2 separate regions of the Mus musculus genome follow, and region 2 is linked to region 1. Evidence: chromatin contacts called from public Hi-C data. All regions are on one chromosome and are shown on one strand. Each heading gives the region's core, a stretch centred on a gene start, on an enhancer-like site or on the middle of the called end of the contact. The rest is flanking DNA. Distances are from core to core; before and after follow the strand shown. Region 1 has its middle 44 kb from the start of Gm34756. Region 2 holds the start of Rubie (RNA upstream of Bmp4 expressed in inner ear).

Region 1 (6,989 bases), core at 2,379-4,878:
ACTTCAAGAAACATAATTTTTTTATAGGATGGATTTTTATGTTAAATAAGATACTCTTATTTGTGTGATTATATAACAAAGATAAGTATTGGACATAATAGACCTTGTAAATAATACTAACAAAATAATGTCAAATAATTATTGATGATTAAATATTTAGATAACTATGTACTTATAAGACTAGAAGTACACAAAATAAAAATGCTAATTAAGAACATTAACTAGTGAAGATACCTAGGTAATAGTGAAAGGATAAAAGGCAGGAAATGGAGTGGGCAGAGGCAGGGAATAGATCAGTGGCAAACGGTAAGGTTCCACACTCATCTGCAAATTGAAACAAGGAGGTAACGATTACTAGTTTAGGCTTGCTGCTAGCCTGACCTGTGGAGACACTTAAAAGAAATTCATCCTAAAATGACAGGGACCTTCTTAGTGGAGAGAAGCAAGTCCACATCTTACAAAGTAATAGGTTTGATCTAAGTAGCAAGTATCAAACACCAACTTGGCCCCCTGTAGTTAAAATGTGGCTTTATTTCCCTGTCAGCCAAGATATGGAAACACTGGTATTGATTAGCCCAACAATATCACAAAACCATTAGAACAAACCACCAAAAAGTGCAAAAACATGTTTTAGCTGGGGAAATGATGTTTATAAATATAATTACCAACACTTTTCCAGTACTTGCCACCCCACCCCATACATATTCGCACATTAATCTCTTAGCATGCAATACCTCATTTTAACACCCCACTCCCTTACACATGTTAATCTCTTAGCATACAGTATCTTATTTTACTCCTACAGTTTTATGAGAACTACTGTAGCCTTTTTTTTTTTTTTTTTTTTTTTTTTACTGTAAGACAATGGAAGTTACAAGAGTCTCAGGCATCCTTCCTGGTGACAGGTAAATGAGAGACAGGATCTGAGCCCAGATTTAACACCTCTGCAATTCACCTCTCAGCCACTTGGAGAGTGCATATTGAAATCTGGCAATTAGTTCTGCATGATGCTAATTACAATGTTGTTTTTGAGATCAGAGAGTTTCAAAGTCTTGCCAGGGAATTATTGGCAGTGGATACAAATTCTCTTGAACTTTCACATAGTGGATTCTCTCTCTCTCTCTCTCTCTCTCTCTCTCTCTCTCTCTCTCTCTCTCTCTCTCTCTCTTTCTCTCTCTCTCTTCTTTTTTCTTTTTTTTAGACAGGGTCTCTCAACATAGCCCTGGCTGTCCTGGAACTTACTATGTAGACCTCTCTGACCATGAACTCACAGGGCTCTCTGCCTGCTCTGCCTCAGGAATTCTGGGATTAAAGGTGTGTGCCACCACGCCCCTCTGAGCATGCCCTTTCAATATGGTTAGAACTAGTTGTTTTCTCTGATAAAAAATGTGAGTGTGAAAAAGAGAGGAAGAAAGAAAGAAAAAAAAAGGGAGAAAGATTCAGATTTTTAAAAAAATCACCAAAAACCCCTGCTCTGGGCCTTCTTAATTGTGAGGCATTTTACCCACAGACAGTTGACTGTTCTAGTGCCACAACACTGTCATGAGACTTCTGACAATAAAATAACGGTGGAAATTGCAATGATAACAAGAACGATAATACACTATGTGGAATAAGAGGGTATTTACTGTGAATGGAAGGCGAATTTTAAGTTTTTTCCTTTTACAGTTTTCTGGTAGACAGGATCTACTTGCAGGAGTTAGTATTACAATGGCTTCCCATAGTAGCAGCCTGCAAGAATCTGTGTATCCATCTTACATCAGCTACTGATGGCTGCAGGAGTGGTGACAGATGAGCCTTTCATTTTGCAGGTCCCTCAGGGATATTGCTCTCTGATAAGAGTCTTGCTTCTCTTGTCTTCATTTTTTCCCTTTGCCCTCAGCTGCTGCTTTCTTGTATTTGTTGTTATTATTATTATTATTATTATTATTATTATTATTATTATTATTAAGACAGGTTTCTCTGTGTAGCCCTGGCTGTCCTGGACCTCATTCTGTAGACTAGAATGGACCTCCCAAAAGCTGGGATTGAGCCACCACTGCCCAGCTCTTGTACAGATTTTATAAATCACCTTACATGATTTAGGAAGAGAGACCAAGATCCATAAATGCACAAAGGACCAACCTTCTTCATCTCCTGAGTTCCTGTGAACGTTTCTCCTTGCAGATACACATTTCCAGGCTAAATAGCTTTAGCTAATGGCTTCTAAGTGGCCTGGGAGTGTGAGCTGGGGATTAAAGATCTCAGGAGCTGATATGATCAAACTAGGTCACACCTTTGCCCTGGCAGAGAACTGAATAATTTTCCTGATTTCCCAATTCCTTCTTTCCTTGGTATAAAGTTGCAGTCATTTTAAATCAAGCCTCGCGCTCTGGTCATCAGGGAAAGCTGGCAGACTGGGAAGAGTTGAGCCAAGTGACAAACCAACTGTTTGTGCTTCACAAAGGCAACGTTCTAATGTCTCTGGTCTCACAGTTTTAATGTGGATTTCTGAGTAATAATAATGGCTACTTCGGTTGCCTGTCAGGTTCTCACACAGGATCTTTCTAGTTTTTTCAACACAAACATGCCTGTACACACTCAGAGGATCACAGGAAATATGCTCTTACATCCCGAGTTATTTAGATGCTCCTGAGAGATCAACTCACCTATGTGGTTAAGTAGCTACTGTATATATTTTAAGTCAATCTTCCAAGGCAAGTGAAATATTTTAACCATAACAGCAGTTGTTAAATAAAATAAAATGTTAAATAAAATAAAATAAAATAAAATTCAATGATGCAAAATACTAAGACTGTATTTTCTCCCTGGACTGCATCAAAGCGGTTCATTATTTACTGGGTCCCCAGAAGTTCAAATAGACTCATGGTTTATGGCAGTTGTTGCTGTCTCAGGAACTGAAATGTGTGTGTGTGTGTGTGTGTGTGTGTGTGTGTGTGTGTGTGTGTGTGTGTGTGTAGCAGACGTGAGGGGGTGGGATAGAAACAGAACTCCAGCTTGTCTTGGTTGGGGCAGTGTGTGTTTGTGTGTGTGTGTGTGTGTGTGTGTGTGTGTGTGTGTGTGTGCTCGTTGTTTCCTTGTCATTAAAGATAAGGTTCCACTTTGCTTCCCAAACTGGCCTTGAACTCACAGTTCTCCTCTTGTTTTAGCTTTCCCCAAGGCTGAGTTATCAGCTGAGACTCACTCCAGGCTCAGATGTGGTTCTGATTCACATCTTCTCTAAAGGGCTAAATAGACAGCAAGCATGACTTAAGAAAGGGGGCCTCCTTCTGTTCCGGCTGGGTGGCTTCCCGGGGGAACTCTGAGTCTCCTTTCAGCCTTGCCCCTGCGCTAACTGGTTTTGATCTTTTCCTCCTGCCCTTAGACTCCTCAGAGCTTGAACACAAATTTCAGCCCTGAGTAACAGAGAGAGGGAAGGCAGGAGGTTAAACCAAACTGTTAACTGTGTCTCTTCAAAACTGACATTTAATACAGGGTGTAAATCACTAGGGGGGCCTGTTACTCCTTCAGGAATGCAATTACATAGGGTCAAATAAAACATGAAAGAAACCAACAAGTTTTAAAATGTAGTATGTGCTCAAAAGCAGGCAGGAAGGAATTCGAAGCAGCCCAAAAATGCTAACACTCACTGCTGTCCTGCGAGAGGGCTGGGAGAAGAGGGCTCTTCACGGTAAGGATTATGTAGGGAACTTTGGGAAGCAGAGCTTCTCAGTTTTCAGTTCTGCAAGCCTGGCAGCCTTTCCAGGATGCTACTTTCATCCCCAGAAGGGGTCTGCTGGCCAGGGCTACAGAGCAGCACCAGCGCGCTGCCCTCCGGGGAGCACTTGCTGAGTTCACACACCAAGGACGAGCCAACCTGAAAGCTGGTTCTCTCTTTCACACTAAATCTTAAAAAGAAGTCAGTGCAGGTCTGAATCTGTGGGTGGCAGCATTCACGCTGGCTGGGTGCTAAGGTTCCCCTGTGTTTATGTGGCTCCTTGTGATTGTGTCGTTAAGGGGGAAGCTTAATGTGAACTTGCATTTGATTTTGAGAAGTGTCTGTTAATGGTTTGGTGTGTTTGAACAACTGGAGTAGGGTCCTTTTCGGTTTAACAGCCTTGTGAGCCATGGTGATGGCTTATCTCAGCTTTGGGGCTCTCTTTTTTTTTTTTTTTTTTTTTAAGTGTTAGATGTCCTGTAAGACCCTGACTATCCTCAGCTTCTACAAAAAAGATGGCGTCCAGCCTGTTCTGTCTTACAGAGTGGTGATTTCACATACAGGGTGAAAAGATAAAATGTGAGGGAGGGGTAGAGTACCTTTAGCAGGCCAATGCTAAGGTGCTCCCTTGAGAAATTATGCCACACAACAGATCTGGTGTAAGAAGTTTACTGGTGGGGGGGGGGAGTGGTGAAGGTCTTGGAGTAAGGACATGAAAAAGAGACAGAGGCATATGGGCAGACAGAGGGACAGAGGAAACAGGAGAGGGCTGCCTGTGTGTGTGTGGAGAGAGAGAGAGAGACCCATAGAGGAGAGAGAGAGAGAGAGAGAGAGAGAGAGAGAGAGAGAGAGAGAGAGAGAGAGAGAGAGAGAGAGAGAGAGAGAGATGGTTGGGGGACCATTTTACCCACAGCATGTACCTGGAGATTGCTAGGTCCCTGGAAGCAAGCCAATGAGATCGCCTGTTTGCTAACACAGGGTGTATTGTCCCTCCCTGCTGGGCTTCTTGTCACCCATGTTCTCAAAGTGTGTAAGCAAACATGGAATCTGAATTCAGCCAAGAGAACCTGTGTGTAATAGATACTCTAGCTGGGGCATGTGTGTGTGTGTATATGTGTGTGTGTGTGTGTGTGTGTGTGTGTGTGTATGTATGTGTTAAGTTGCCTTGAATTTCTGAGTTCAACTGGTCCTCCTGTCTTAGCCTCTCTAGTGCGTGAGGAAACCAGAACACACCATCAAGCCTAGCTTGCTCATATTTTTACATTCTGTTTTTAACAATCGTGCACAGCCCATGTGCAGATCTTCTAGGGAGAGGAGATGGTTGAGAAAGGACACTGGGATTCCAGCCTGGTTTTCATTCCCACAGAAGCACTAAGTATTAGAACCTAGTTCTTACTTCTGAAAAAGGAAAGTCATTTCAAATAAACAGTGATTAAAACTTGATTTTTTTTAAATCATGCATACCAAATGAAACAAACTCCAAAGTGGACTTCTTCGAGTCTAATGAAAAGGTTTGTAACCTGCGTTGCTTGGGTTCTCTTGGATGAATCTTGGTAGCCTTACCTCATATGTCCCTATCTATACTCACAAGAAAACTGGTGCCCAGTGGCCAGTCCCTGTGAATTCCGCTTCCAGGAGTTCCTGCAGAGGTTGAGCATTTCCTGCTCTGAAGTAGGCTTGCTTCACCACAGGTCTCAGAGATGGGCCATTGCCCAAGTTTCTTCCCATGTCAGCAGATTCCATTCACTCCTGCCTCTAGCTCCATCAGTCACATGAAAATGCTTAGCCCAAGAGGTGTACCATCTGACTTCAAGCTGAATATGAATTGTCTCAGTTCAGCTATTGAAAGGGGTAACATTTACTGAGGGATGACAACATGCCACCTCCCCTCTTTCAGCTCTTCCTGTGACTTCTGACCATGAGGCTGGGAACATGTCCATGCCAAGAGAATTCACCTCTCTGTGAGTGTTTCCTTGCTACCACTGTGATACCTCTGAGGTGACATCCATGCTCTTGTGACTGACTGACCACATGCACTTCTAGACTTAGCAGCCCATACTTTCCTTTCCTGACTATCTCTGTCCTGATCAGATCTGCTGTCAGGAACAGTCTCTACATCTTGTCAAAGTCAAGGAAGTTGATAGAGAGCTAGGAGGAATGGTGGCTCAGAAACTAAAGAAAAGAGTGTGGTACAATCTAGAGAGATGGCTCCGTGGTTAAGAGCACTGGTTGCTCCTTCAGAGGACTAGGGACCAATCCCCAGCTCAAAACCTCCCGTACCTCCAGTTCCAGGGCATCTTCTGGCCTTCACAGTCAACTACAGACATACATGTGTTACACACACACACACACACACACACACACACACACACACACACACACACACATATATAGGTAGGCAACTCCTACACATAAAATACAATTAATCAATCTTTATTTTTTTAAAGAGTGAGAAACATGAAGGGATGGAAAGCTACCTTCCTGCCATTTTCAAAAAAAAGGGGGGGGTTGATTTATGTGCTGGAGAAGGAACCCCAGCTTTGGGAAGCAAACTGATCTGCATTTGACTTCCTGCCCAAGCACTTCTGAGCTATGTGATCTTAGGTACGATACCTCACGTCTGTAAAACTCAGCTCCCTATCTATATCGGGAGGGTTTACTCTGAGGAGTGGAAATCATGCATACACAGAGAGTGCATCCTATACCTAGGAGGTATTTAATAAGTGGGTCGGTTATGCCAGGGTGATAGATTTGACAGGAGAAAGTGACCCTCCAGGAGCTGTGTGCCACAGGCCCTCTGTGCTTTACCACCTACTGGGTTTCCTCCAAAGGCTCTAGGAACCCTGAGCTGTGACTCTCAACCCCACCCACACTCGCTCACTGGCCTTAGGCAAGTCACTTATCTGACTCAATTGCTTCATCTGGAAAGGGGAGGAAAATAATGTTTACCTTCCTCAGAGGAATGTTGAGAGAAGTAATGAATGCTTGCAAAGTACCCTGAGATCTACAGATGAAAGGCACTGTGGGATTGCAAAGTATGATTATAAATATTAGTGTTATTCTGACACATTTGCATGCCTGCATGTGTGAGCAAATTTGCACCTGAGAGCACTGTAAGAAAGTAGGTAACTTTCAAGTAGGCAGCTCATAGAGTTTCATATATGGGCCTATTATAACATAGACCTCTAGTACGGCCTGGAGTTAAGTCCTCCCCAGATGCTGCTTGGACTAGTGTCCCCTATGCTTGTAGCTGAAACTTGGTTGCATGTTAAACCTATTCCCAAGCTGCATG
Region 2 (6,318 bases), core at 1,488-3,987, 140 kb after region 1:
AGGGAGGGAGGGAGGGAGGGAGGGAGGGAGGGAGGGAGGAAGGGAGGGAGGGAGAAGAAAGACTTCTTAGGAGGCAAAGGATGCCTTTGTATGTCTGCCCTGTGTGAGCTATAACCTCAGCCTTCCAAAGTCACAGCCTCCTAAAGACTTTGATCTTAACTACAGCATAGACTAGAATTTCTAAAGAAATAGAGGGGTGCAAACTTGGGAAACACTGTCAGACGTGATAATCGGCCATGACTTTAACACCAGCATCAGAAATTTTATCATCAAATGTTAAGTAAAATGCATGAAACAGAGGAAACGCATCTACATGCAAGGCAGGGGGACATTCCTTTGTCTCTTTCTGTTTTTACCATTTCCAGGGCAACTCTGAGCAGCCCCATTTTATCTGTACTGGCCTGGGGTTTAGATCAACTGTTGATACTTGCCTCTTGAGCCAGCCAAGCAAAGGCAGCTAGTTTAGAGGCCAGCATCAGACAGAGCCGGGCTTATCAAGTCTTCCCAGCAGCCTCTCTGGGCTCATCCTTTGTAAACAGTAAGACATGTCAGCAACCTGGTTGCCGTCATTACTGACAGTTCTGTAAAGAGCGCTAAGTGTTGAATTCTTTAGAGCGGGCCTGTGCTCTGTGAGAGAGATGATAGCGTGAGATGAGGGGCTGCACAGATATCTGAGTACCTTGGGAAAACAGAGGGACTGAGGCTTTTCACTCAGCAACCTAATGAAAACTAGACAAATAGTCTTGGATTTAATATATAGTTTCCACCCAATTCATGAGTCTTTTGTTAGGAGCCATTCTAGCCTGTATAGAAAAGGAGACTGTCAGATATAAAGAAGCGGTCTCTCACTGATACAGAGCTTCGGAGAGAGCAAGACCTGTTTATAAAAATAGAGACTAAGCTTATGGTGGGAACTTGCTGTCACATGGCCATTTTGAAGTTATGGTGGTACCTTTCTGCTGTGCAGGAATTTGGTTGCTTTACTTTCATAGGCCCCGTGAACTTTACATGTTTGAAATCAAATGCAGAAAGAATGGGGCTAAATAACCCATTAGGGAAAGCCCTGGCTATAAATGGAGCACAAAGGATAAAATGTGAAATAGTAAAATAGTACCGAAGGGAAGGCGTGAAGACTAGTTTAAAAAGTTGTTTCTCATGCGAAACAGTGACTACACGCTCTTCGTTAAAATCCAAAAGATCCATTTGTGTGAGTGAACTACATCAAGAAAAGTCTCAGGGCCAGCAAGGTGATTGAGCAAGTAAAGACACTGCACCAAGCCCAATGACAAGAGCTAGGTCCTAGGGGCCACGTGGTAAGAGAAAAGAACTGACTCCCGAAAGCTGCGCCCTGCCCTCCACACACGTGCGGTGGCATGTGTGCACCCACATGCACGCATAGGTACCTACACACCAAAGACATGAGTAAAAGTCTCAGTTGAGGTGACTCACCACATCTCCCGTAAGGTATATCACATTCTTTTCCATGGGAACTAATAACACATGACTCAGAATAAGCTCTGTTAATAATAGCAATTGATGGTGTTCAAGAATAGCTTTCCCAGAACACTTCAGCTACAGACTTCGAAGTTAACAACACTTCAAAGACAAGGAAGGAAATGTCTCCCCGGGTTTCCACTTTTCCTTTCCTAGGAAGGCTTTCTAAATTCATTGCCTCCAATAGATGGACAAAAGGCTTCACATCCATTTATAAAATATCCAGAACTTTGGGAAGCGTCATGCCATTTCGATCCCACACTGAAATAAAGGCCCTCTCTAGAGTCCAGCACCTCGTTCATGTAGCTTTGCTGGAGCTCACCTGGACCTTTAGGTTTTTTTCTCTACCATAAACTCTGCCTGATGGTACAAGTCATAGGTTATTCTATGCCTTTCCGTCCTAGTCAGTCTCCTTGGTTCAAAGAACCAGACCATCCTCTTATCTGGCTACAGGTTAGGCACAGAGTTTGGAAATGTGTGTCAACCATAGAATGCAGAGAACAGCTTAAGGAAGAAAAGTGTTTGAACATTTCAATAAGACCAGTTTTCCTCTTTTCTTAGGAGCAGAAGCACCAAGGAAAGACGCATGCGCACGACCCAAGGAAAGACGCATGCGCACGACCCAGGCAGACACTGTCTCGCAGCATCCCAAAGAGTAAACGGTAAAAATAAAATAAAATGAAAAAGATTTGCCTGTCATGGGAGTTGTCAATAAAACGCAACCGTGTTTATTACGACATTTAAAGTCTGTGATTAAGAACACCAAAAGGCCTAAACTAGAAAGGTTTTCAGCCTGTAATTTCCCTGCAGTCCTGGCCTGTACTTCCTTATAAGTTAGCTCAGCGGGGCTTTCTTCCATGTCCATCATCAGCTTGTAATTATTACCATTCTCAAAGCCATGCCAGATGGGCCTTCAGAAGCAGGCATGCAGCCTGTCTATGAGAGAAAGAGCGTAATATTACTCTACACAGAGACCTATCTGGTCCTACTCAAAGAATTCTGCTCCTCCTCCCTCCCTCCCTTCCTCCCTCCCTTCCCCAGCCCACCCGCAAACCCATGTTCCCTGCCTACCCTAAACAGCAAGTTTCTGGTAGCAGCAGAATGGCCTGGTGACAGGCTGGGACCATGGGGGCTGGGCATGTGCTACATCTTTAGCATCTTTAGAGCATGCAGCCTACTGGTCACCTTTCCCAGTTCACAGATGGAAAGCGAAGTCGACACAAGGAAGAGGCATAATCTCGAGCAGAGACTAAGAGCTGGGTTTGTTGCTTTTATGAACCTTTCAGAGACTCCAGGCCCGTTCCCCTCCATCCCACATTTCTCATTGGCTAGGAAAGAGATTCTCAGGGACATTCTCCAGGACAAATCTGCACCCCCTTTGCATGCTGGGAAGGATAAACATTAGTAAGGAGGTTGAGGTCAAGGAGCCTCGCAAAGCAACACAGGGAAAGGCAAGAGCGCCTAACCCAGGTTCATCTGGTGATAGGCATGGGGTGTTAGGTATCCCAGAGGGCCAAGCAGAGCTTCAATCAGCAGTTAATGAGGCAAGACCTGCAACAGATAGCCACTTTCAACTAACAAAAGCTTTTAGATGTCTCTGTTTACTTTGATCCATTTCAGTTAATTTGAGCCTGGTTAGAGGGAATTTTGCCCACGCCCCCCCCCTTTTTTTTTGCTAGATAAACTCTCAACTCCCACCCCACCCCCATCCACCCATCCCCACCTCCCAAACAATAGTATCATTTACCAACTTTATACTTAACAAGTATTCAGATCTTCTGTCAAGGTTGGCCACAATTCTATAAAAAGCAAAGCAAAGAGGTTCTGTGCCTCAGAATTGCTATAAGAAAGGAATCTCAAAATTCAACAGTATGAAAATAAGGGATCAGAAAAGGTTGCATCTTGTGATTTAAAAAGGAAAAAGAAAAGAAAAAAATACTGTTTCTTTGTAACTCAATTGTAGAGTTTTAATAGGATTTAAAAATTTTTTTGTAAGCATGTGTCTGAGTCCTAGTGCAGTAGAGAGAGGGGCAGGGCCTTGAACCTGGAGTGGACAGGCAGTTGTGAGCCACCCACGTGGGTGCAGGGACCTGAACTCCAGTTCTCTGCAAGAGAAGTATGTGCATTAAAGTGCAGAGCCATCTTTGCCGTCTGGGAAGGCCTCAGGTTTAAGAGAGGTTTCGTTCCTGGCTTCTGGTCAGCTTGTGCGCTCTCTGCCCTGCCTGTTTCATCCATGCAAACACCAGAGCTCTTTCCACAGTAGAAGCATTTCAGAACAAACCACCGGGGCATGAATTAATCCAGAGAGAGACTATAGCTGGTGGTCACAAACAAGGAAGAGACTTAAAATCAAGTGACTGGAGCCTTCAGGTCCTGGGACGCAATACTGCAATGAGCTTTTAATTAGGTCAGCTTGGTGCTTGAGCCCACTGTACTGTGTATCTGTGCCTGAGGGAGGACCTCTCTGCCCACATACACAGAAAACATCCCTGAGACTTTCCTGGGGTTGTCTTGGGACTCCTGATTCCCTTCCTAGCCTGCCCCAGCTGCCTGTCTGTCCCACCCTCTGTCCTTCCCCTGTCTTCCCATCCCATTCACCTGGCATTTACAGCCTTCCACAGCCTCTTTTGTTTTCCTCTTCCTTCTATGTTATATTCCAAAGCACATTTAATTTGCATATATAAATTTATTTGCATATATATGTATTTGTATGTATGTGTGTATATGTATGTATAAATTTTACACACACACACACATATATATACACATATATGTATATTTGAATGTATGTCTAATTGAGGCAACTCAAAAACAAAATAACAACAAAACTCCACTCATCTAGATAAAGTAATTTCCCAAGTACACTTGAACATTTTTGGTTTGACATATTCCTCATAAAACTTACTTTTCTCATATAGCCTTTTCTTATATTCCTTTACCCACTCCTTAGCAAATCTTAGACATTTCTGGACTGTACATAAGACCCAGAAGTTAACAGAAGGAACAAAGTGAAATTCTTTCACACTTTTGCCTTTAAGAAAGCTGGAAATGAGTTTAAAATGTTCTCGTTGGCATCCTGTCCACTAAAGACCACGGGGAAGCATCAGGAACATGAATCTGGAAGACTTAATTTAAGCTAAGGTCCTGATTGCTGAGAAAAAGGAGGACGAAATACTCAGCTTGGAGTGAACATAAGGACCCAGAAGGGGTTTCTGACACCAATTGTGCCTTGTCTGCCACACATACTTCTGGATGATGACAGTAGAGGTTTATATCTATTTTTTTTTCCTTTCATTAAGTTTTTAAAATGAAAGTAAGGTTAGCTTGTCACCAAAGAAGTTCTTTGGTTGAAAGGCAAGGAGTCCAGAAAAAAAAAAAAAAAAGCCAATACCTTACAGCATTTCAGAACACTAGCAGTAACAGGATTGGCAAAAATGTCCTCAGCGATTCCAGGGACATGGCCTGACTCAACGCCGGGGCTTCTGCGTAACTTGCAGTGTTTAATACAAGCTTACTAAATACTTTCAGTTAATAAGGGACGGTGGCAGTTGCTAAGCTATAGGCTGAGTTATTCCTTTCATTCGCAGACTGGGGAGAGATGACAGGGGCATGTTGAGTCACTCAAAACAGGCTTAAACCACCTCAAGGAGTTTGCCTGATGAAAGGGTTCCCTTCCCTTCAAAGCCACTTCCTGTGTCACATGACCTATATCACTCCAAAGATAATAACACTTCACTTTTATCCAAAGATCTCAAAGCATTTTCAAATGTTAATTAAGCCCTCACCATCCTAGAAGATAGCGATGCAGATCTCACTATTTAAATACTGTATTCCAGAACACAGGTTGTTCTAATCATTGAGAGGGAAACGGAGGCCTCTCCAGGGGGGTGGGAGGAATCTAGGGAGGAAGTCCCACCCAACCCCTTAAGATACCCAGCACTGGGAGAGCTGCGGCTCTATGCTAAAGCAGCCACAGCCACAAGAAAAGGTGAAGGCGGTGAGTCAGTGGAGGAGAGATTGTGACCATTGCTTTGGTAGTAAAGATAGAGAAAGCCACACTCCTTGACAGACAGTGAAGAGCCCTTTGATCTCTTCCATTTATCACAATGAGCCAGTTTGTCCCAAGGCTTAGCTGTGACTGTCCAGACCACTCATTTGGCTTCACAGACACACTGGGATACCCAGCACTTCAGGGTGCAACCTATGAAGTGGGGCGGGGGAGGGAAACTTCAGGCAGTTTTCAATATCTATCAACAGCCAGGCAGTGGTGGTGCACGCCTTCAATCCCAGCACCTGGGAGGCAGGGGCAAGCAGATCTCTGAGTTCGAGGCCAGCCTGGTCTACAGAGTGAGTTCCAGGGGCTATACAGAGAAACCCTGTCTCAAAAAACAAAAAACAAAACAAACAAACAAAAAAAAACAAAAAATCAATATCTATCAGTCAGTCTAGTTAAAGAGACACCATGGCGTGCCCATACCCCTGGAAGGACAGAGGGTCTTCTCTCCTGCCTATCTTCCTTGGGGAAACCACATTGGATGTTCCCGCACCTTCCCTGGGGGCGGGGAGGGGGAGGGTGTTTGTTCAAGGTTTCTTCCTATCCCAGGGTCTTTGCATAGGATTTTGCACCTGGACTATTTTGTCTGTCCTCCTAAGACACTCCAGTTAGCTCCCAGATCAAAGGTCACTTTTACAGAGAAGTCCACCCTGATTCTGCTATCAAAAGTAACTTCTCCCTGGACTCCCTGATGGCCCTGATTTGGTTGTTTTAAGTCATGATAGTTCCTGCGTTAAACATCTGTCCTTTAATCCATCCCCGGCATAAGA

Evidence for each region. Hi-C and Micro-C count contacts between places; a contact is called where the count stands out from the background.
Region 2: a contact with region 1 is called in a Hi-C map of nephron progenitors, with 1.6 times the contacts expected there. The contact joins the promoter of Rubie here to the enhancer-like site in region 1. A contact is called at or near these places in 5 of 484 Hi-C or Micro-C datasets (the HL-1 cell line, embryonic stem cells, liver and 2 more), 1 of 115 datasets of contacts at active chromatin or transcription factors (a colorectal cancer cell line) and 1 of 9 other capture datasets (embryonic stem cells).

What each region holds. Positions count from the first base shown.
Region 1 is chr14:46,433,248-46,440,236 of GRCm38.p6, forward strand. No RefSeq gene overlaps it. Among named protein-coding and RNA genes, the nearest start is that of Gm34756, 44 kb to the right of the region's middle. RefSeq lists enhancers at 3,304-3,770, 3,361-3,756. Within about 2 kb of position 3,629, at least 63 of the 459 cell types and tissues checked have an H3K27ac peak or open chromatin away from gene starts, as enhancers often do. A contact at or near this core is called in nephron progenitors, where this site is marked.
Region 2 is chr14:46,573,114-46,579,431 of GRCm38.p6, forward strand. Rubie (RNA upstream of Bmp4 expressed in inner ear) reads right to left here and starts at 2,738. Exons shown (of 5, transcript NR_046459.1): 1 at 2,566-2,738.